Regions from separate parts of the Mus musculus genome. Here region 2 is linked to region 1. Evidence: chromatin contacts called from public Hi-C data. All regions are on one chromosome and are shown on one strand. The core of a region is the stretch at or near the end of the contact, and the rest is flanking DNA. Distances in the headings are between cores, read along the strand shown. Region 1 holds the start of Kif11 (kinesin family member 11). Region 2 overlaps Kif11 (kinesin family member 11).

Evidence for each region. Hi-C and Micro-C count contacts between places; a contact is called where the count stands out from the background.
Region 2: a Hi-C map of Th1 cells shows a contact between it and region 1, with 2.1 times the contacts expected there. A contact is called at or near these places in 1 of 39 promoter capture datasets (macrophages), 135 of 484 Hi-C or Micro-C datasets (the 63-12 cell line, B cells, the Ba/F3 cell line and 82 more), 12 of 130 datasets of targeted methods (the 230-238 cell line, the HPC-7 cell line, the SCID.adh cell line and 6 more) and 3 of 9 other capture datasets (adipose tissue, liver and pancreatic islet).

The regions. Positions count from the first base shown.
Region 1 is chr19:37,374,905-37,378,290 of GRCm38.p6, reverse strand. It overlaps Kif11 (kinesin family member 11), which reads right to left and starts at 1,909. Exons shown (of 22, transcript NM_010615.2): 1 at 1,624-1,909. The coding sequence starts at 1,697.
Region 2 is chr19:37,418,466-37,421,849 of GRCm38.p6, reverse strand. It overlaps Kif11 (kinesin family member 11), which reads right to left. Exons shown (of 22, transcript NM_010615.2): 22 at 1-1,591. The coding sequence ends at 1,460. Among named protein-coding and RNA genes, the nearest start is that of Hhex, 15 kb to the left of the region's middle.

The DNA.
Region 1 (3,386 bases), core at 660-3,159:
TAAGTAACAAAGGAAATAATAGCACACAGAAAAGGCAATATTGACTAATAATAATAATACTGCAAAAAAATTGTAAAAAAAAGTGCATTTGTTGGGTAGCTTAGGGTAAGAACACTTCTTGTTCTTCTAGAGACCTTGAGTTCTGTTTCTAGCCCCCACACCTGGGGGTGACTCACAACCACCTGTAACTCTGGCCTTAGAGGTGGTGCTCTCTTCTGCTCTCCACAAGCACTCACGTATGTGTGCAAACACCTGAATATATACCCATTATTAAAAATAAAAATTTTTTGAGGCAGAGTTTCTCTTTGTAGCCCTGGTTGTCTTGAAACTCGATCTGTAAAACATGCTGGGATTAGAGGTGTGCCCCACAACTGCCTGCCTAAATCTGCCTAATTTTTTTTTTCCTAAATTCTTAAGTGTGTCTGCTTTCCTGTTGATTAAAATGAAAGTTCCAAATTAAGTAACTAAAACTCCAGAGTTCAGCAATTAAGTATCTTTGGCAAGCCTAGAGTTGCTCACACACACACACACACACACACACACACACACACACACACACACGTCACCTAGTTTAAAAACTTGGGTCTGGTAGCTGAAACTTGAATTGCTTATAACTCCAGAACTCAGAACTAAGGCAGGGAGCTAGTCGGAGTTTGAGGCCAGTCTCAGGAAAAAAAAAAAAAAGGCAGACACAGTGGCACACACTTGTCACCCAGCAATCCCAGCTAAACGACCGAGAGGCTGAGACAGTAAAGTACGCTAACATATAGTTCCAGACCAACCTCGGTAACATCACAAAAATTCAAAAAAATTAAAAACTCTGGGTAAGTTATTTGGATGTCAGTCGGGGAGAGCTGAACCCCACACCCTCCCTCCTCTCAATTTTGTCTTTTGGTCAATGAACAAAGGCAGATAAAAGAAAGAAAGAAAGAAAGAAAGAAAGAAAGAAGGAGAGAGAAACCCTGTCTCGAAAAACCAAAAAAAAAAAAAAGAAGAAGAAGAAAAATGAGAAAGAGAAAAGATGCTGCACCTTAGCCATGTACTTTCATTAGCTCGTGAGTTTCATAAACTCATTTTACAGCTTAGCTTAAATTCAGCAATGTCTACTTGGTTATTAGAGGTGAATTTGATGGTTGCTCTTCGCTGAAAAGTGCGTTCCCTTTTAAAAGCAAACCTACTTTCATCTATTGGACCAAACACACAGAATAAAGAACTATTAGTCTTTCCGAAGTGGAAATAACCCCAAGGTGAGCGCCAAACTACATGCAAAGTAAGTAGGAAGCTTTATTCCCAAACTGACAACTCGGACGGGGTAGCACAGAGCAATGACAGCTAAATTTTCGGCGACATTGGCTTTTAAAAGGGAACGCACTTTTCAGCGAAGAGCAACCATCAAATTCTTTGTGACTGCAGCTTAACTTTAACCAACACCAACATCCCCCCCCCCCCCGAGACAAACCCTAATTTAGAACTAAACGTGGTAGCATGTTTACCGAACAAAACACGGGGAGCCCCAGAAACCGATGACTTGGTGTCCTTCAGAAAGGTAAACAAATCGCTCTCCGGAACGGCTAGCCCAAAAGCTAAGCCTCCGCGTCCGGACTCGTCCCAGCCTCTCCTTACCTGCATCTCACCACCACCTGGATGTTCCTGCCCTTTTCCTCTTTCTTCTTCAAAGAACTCGGCTGGGACGCCATGACGGTCGAGCCAAAACCTGCCGGCCTAGCGGAGACTCAGACACAGTGAGAACCGGGAGCAGCCTCTCCTCACCCGGTGCTGCCAAGGCCACGAGGACCGAGACTCGCAGCTCGGCGTCCCCGAGGTCCACGCAGGCCTCTTGGCCGTGGCCGCCGCCCCGCAAAAGCCGGACAGGACGAACCTCCTCCTCTGCTCCGAAATCAGCAACGATTCCGCGCCTCAATTTTGAAAAATGGAGACGACTGACCGGACCAATAGCAGAGCGGCACGCGAGGCATCATGGGACGCCGTGTCGTCACTGTGGTGACGACGGGGCGTGACCCGAAGAAATGGATGGCGGTGCAGGCTGGCTCCTGTAGTCCGAAGTTCACTGTGCAAGCTTTCAGTGCTGCCGCTGGCGGGCTTCTGGGGCCTGGGACGCCTACATCGCCGCATTCGCTGGGTCCTTACCGCCCTCCGAGGCTTCTCGCTTTCCGTAGAGAGGTGACGAACAACTCGGCCGTTTAAGGTGTAGGTGGGGACCGGGGAAACAGAAAAGCCGAGTCCTCCGCCTCATCGGGTTTCCGGAGCTGCTTTTTCTGTTTCGCGGGATCTTAAATGCGGTTTAGCCTCTCCGATGTAACTTAGCGAGGATCAGAGAAAGCGCCGCCGACCTCGCCAAATACCCGCCTTCCGCACTCCAGATCCCTGGTCCTCTGGATTAAGCAAAGCCAACTGTCTACTGGTAAACTACTCTCGGAGGCAGGAGTGGCAGAGGAGCTCTCCGAGTTCCAGACCAGCCTGATCTATAAAGCGAGGCCAGGACGGCCAGGGCTGGTTGCACAGAGAAACGCTGTCTCCAAAAACAAACAAACAAAAACAAAACAAAAGCTAGCCCCAGAGACTCACTGCTATCTCAAAATGTCCCACAAAGTGAACATATTGAACATCTTTATACCCTTGCCTCCGGCCAGTCTTTCTCACTTCAACACGTGTTTTTAACCAGACCCTTCCTCTGCAATCACCTTCCTCCAAGACTTTGAATCTCGTCCCTGAATGACTTCCTTCGATGTTCCTACTGCTACCCTTTTTTTCTCCTCCCTGCTACTGCATTCACTCAGCAAATATCCTTTAAAAAGCAAACCAAACACATATAGGGACAGAGGCAGAAAGATCAGGAGTTCAAGCGTCCATTTCATACATTTCCAGTTTAGTATCAAACTGTGTTATGTCCATCATTTGCTATTTATTCGTTTGTTTTAAACAAGATATCTTTCTGAACACAAGGCTGGCCCTGTGAGAATCCTCAATGATCTTCCTGCCTTCTGCATACTGGTATTGAAAGAATGAGCTACCAGTCCTGGCTGGTTTCTTGTTTGCTTTTTTTTTTTTTTTTTTTTGAGGGGTGTGGCTTAAGATTATTTATTTATGTGTGGGGTAGTGTGTCTGTGTGTGTGTCCTCCAAGTGTGTGGTGGTGCCCTTGGACAGAAGATGGCATTGAATGCCCTGGAACTGTAGTTAAAAAGTCAGTTGTGAACCACCTACAGTGGGCGCTAGGACCTGAATTCAGGTCCTGTGGAAGAACAGGAAGTGCTCTTAACAGCTCTTATCCATCTCTCCAGCCCATGATTTTTTTTGTTGTTGTTGGTTTTTTTGGGTTTTTTTTTTTTTTTTTTTTCGAGACAGGGTTTCTCTGTATTGCCCTGGC
Region 2 (3,384 bases), core at 805-3,304, 43 kb before region 1:
ATAATTTAATTTAAAAAATTCAAAAACAATTACCAATTAAAGATTTACCAAAAGCAAATTAGATAATATCCACAGATTAGGTTGGCATCTGTTTGCAGAGAAATTTATGCATTATTTTTATTAAAATAACGTTTCTATTTCTACAATGAGTTGGAGAAATAGTACAAGAAAATAAATTTCTTAAAGTAGCATTTTTTTCTAATTTTCTATTAGGGGTTAGCTCTTTGTTACAAAGTTCTATTTCTTTTGTTTTTTTGAGACAGGGTTTCTCTGTAGCCCTAGCTGTCCTGGCACTCACTTTGTAGATCAGGCTGGCCTCGAACTCAGAAATCCGCCTGCCTCTGCCTCCCGAGTGCTGGGATTAAAGGCGTGCGCCACCACGCCTGGCCAAAGTTCTATTTCTGAAACAGGCACAGTGATGATGTCTGTATTCCCAGGCCTTGGAAGGATGACTGTCCTGCTGCATAGTGAGTCCAAAGCCAGCCTGAGCTCCATAGTGAGACTGTGCCAAAACCACATCACTCTGAACCGTATACATGAACTTGACGTGACCACACTTACTCTCTGCATACACTTTTAGGTAGGTGCTCTGGTTCATCTTAAAATGGCCAACTTCCAGAAACAGCGTTGTCAAAGCGAAAGAGCGAGGGTTAATATTTCAACAGAGGGAATGTATATATACATTTTTATTATATACAAGGAATAAAGTTTTAAAAGATAAACAAAATAGAAGTTATAGTCATAATTGGTAGTTTGAAAACAATCTTATCATTTCTAAGAGACTTAAAGACCTTTTAAGTGGGGCCTCAAGGTCTCCTGCATTAGGAGCCGACACTACAGGGAGGCTGGTGATGTGTCAGACCTCAGGAAGGAATGAGATGTGTGCATATCAGCGAGAACAAATGAAGGACCCAAAAGGAAGGGTCCTTCCAGGGTCAGGTGTTTTGACAGTGATTGTAAGGGTAATCAGTGAGATAGAAGAGTTCCAGGTAAAACCCTGCGTTTCTCATACTAAAGAAACCTTTCTGTAGGCTACAAAAGGTTAAGTGACAGGAAAAGGGAGACAGGAGTCGAAGACAAACTAGAAAAGGCTGGTTAGAGGTAGGGAAACAGCCTTGGCCAGACAGCAAAGGAGATGGCATTCACCAATACAAGTCTAAACCTGGAACAATGATTTCCATATATTTGGTATTTAATTATATACAAGAAAAATACTTACTTGTTACAGAAGAGCTTCTTTATATAAAAAGCTAGAAACACACACACATATTCAATGTAAATCCCAAATGATACCCAGCTTACTACATCCTTGGACTACAGGGATTATAAAAAAGACTTTCAGTTCAACTACAGTTACTGTGGGGCCCTCACACAGCAGTCCCCTTTTCATCTGTACATAGCTTCAGACTCTGGAGTTTCAGGTTGTATTTTAAAGATGACACCCTAAGCCTCAGATCAGCTAGAGGTTTATGGAGGTGTGAAGCGGCAGTCTGCTCTTGGAGATGGAGAGATCCGAGGCCTCTTCCACTTTATACTTCTCCACCGGGTTAAGGCCTCTGTTTTCTTTGTCTTTTCCATGTGGCTTTTTTCGCTGTGGGTTTAAAGGGGAGAAATGAAGTCACAATTATGTAACATTTACTAGACATTGCAACATTTTATTATGAAAGTTCTATGCATTATGGACTAAAGTTTAAATTTGAAAACCACAAAACACAAAAGGTAGGGTCTTCTTTACTTTACCAGTAATGGAAGAAGAAAGAATTACTTTTCTTTTTTGTTTGTTTTTTGTTTGGAGACCGGGTTTCTCTGTGTGTAGCCCTGCCTGTCCTGGAACTTGCTCTATAGAACAGGCTGGCCTTGAACTCACAGAAATACACCTGCCTCTGTCTCCTGAGTGCTGGGATTAAAGGCGTGTGCCACCACCACCTGGCATGAAATATTACTTTTTTTGCATTGTTTCTAAAACATAATTACAAATTTCCCTTTAAGACAGTGGTTCTCAAGAGCAAGTGATTCTGCCCCCTAGTGGACACAGGCAGTTATCTTGAGACAGGTTAGTACAAATACAAAGTGCTCCTAGCTGCAGTAAGAACCGGCCCCAGAGGAAGTGTTCAACCTGCAGGGCAGCTGACCACAACACGTAGTTACCCAGTTTAACAGATTTGTCACCACCAAGAAAGACTTTTATTTATCCTCTTTGAAAACCTGTTTCACAGTCTACATCTCTGAGGTGAAATCTAACCTGGTCTGCAAAGCAAGTTCCAGGACAGCCAGAGCTACACAAAACAATCCTGTCTCAAAAAACCAAAAGAAAAAGAAGGAGAAAAAGAAAGAAAGAAAGAAAGAAAGAAAGAAAGAGAGAGAGAGAGAGAGAGAGAGAGAGAGAGAGAAAGAAAGAAAGAAAGAAAGAAAGAAAGAAAGAAAGAAAGAAAGAAAGAAAGAAAGAAAAAGGAATTTTTACTCTATGTCTCTGGAATCAGGAAGAAAATCCTGCACACTGGGATTATGAGCGCTGAGACCAATAGCGAGATGTAAGTCAGCTCCTTGGCACGCATAAGGCCTGCCTGTGGGCAACGGTGAGATGAAGAATGACGAGCTGTGCCAGGCCAGGAAAAAGTAAGGGGTTAAAAGACAATGGGGGTGAAGCTGCCTTGAGGTACATAAGGGAGCTAAGGAAATCTGTAAATATGGAACAGTTAAACCTGCATGGAGAGAGAACTTTTAGACCTCCAGAAAAAGGATCCAAAAAACTACTAAAATTAGATACATAACATATATAATAATACAATATATATGCACATATGTAAGTATGCACATATATAACATGTAATATATGTATAAAAATATACATATCAGCATCCTAACTGTAAAAATGGAGATATTATATGTCTTGCATAGGAAATTTTTACTTTAATCTAGGCTCCTGTCTTTAAAATATAGGGAAAGCTGCCAAATAGGATTTTAGGGGTGTTTGTTTTGACATAGGGCTCACTGTGTGGCCCTGGCTGGCCTGGAATCACCATGAAGACAGACTGGCCTTCAATTTGTAGAGCTCAAACTGTTTCTGCTGCTACAGGGTTGTGATCACAGGTGTTCATTCGATGCCTTACTTGGTTGGCACCAGGCACTTTTGAATGGCTTGTTCCTAACTATGTTAAAAGGGCACGATGCCTCACATCTGCAATTCCGAAGGCAGGAGAACTGCTAAAGTCTAGGCAAGCTGTTCTACTGAGTGTGACAGTTTCAAGGATAACAAGGTGGTGGGCATAGGATCTGTCTGTCAGGTGATTTAAATGTACAGCATCAGAGCAACAGAGAGCTCAGGAAGTCCTGGGGAGCAATGAACAAGGAGAGCCACAAGGTGGCAGGATAAATCACTAGTAC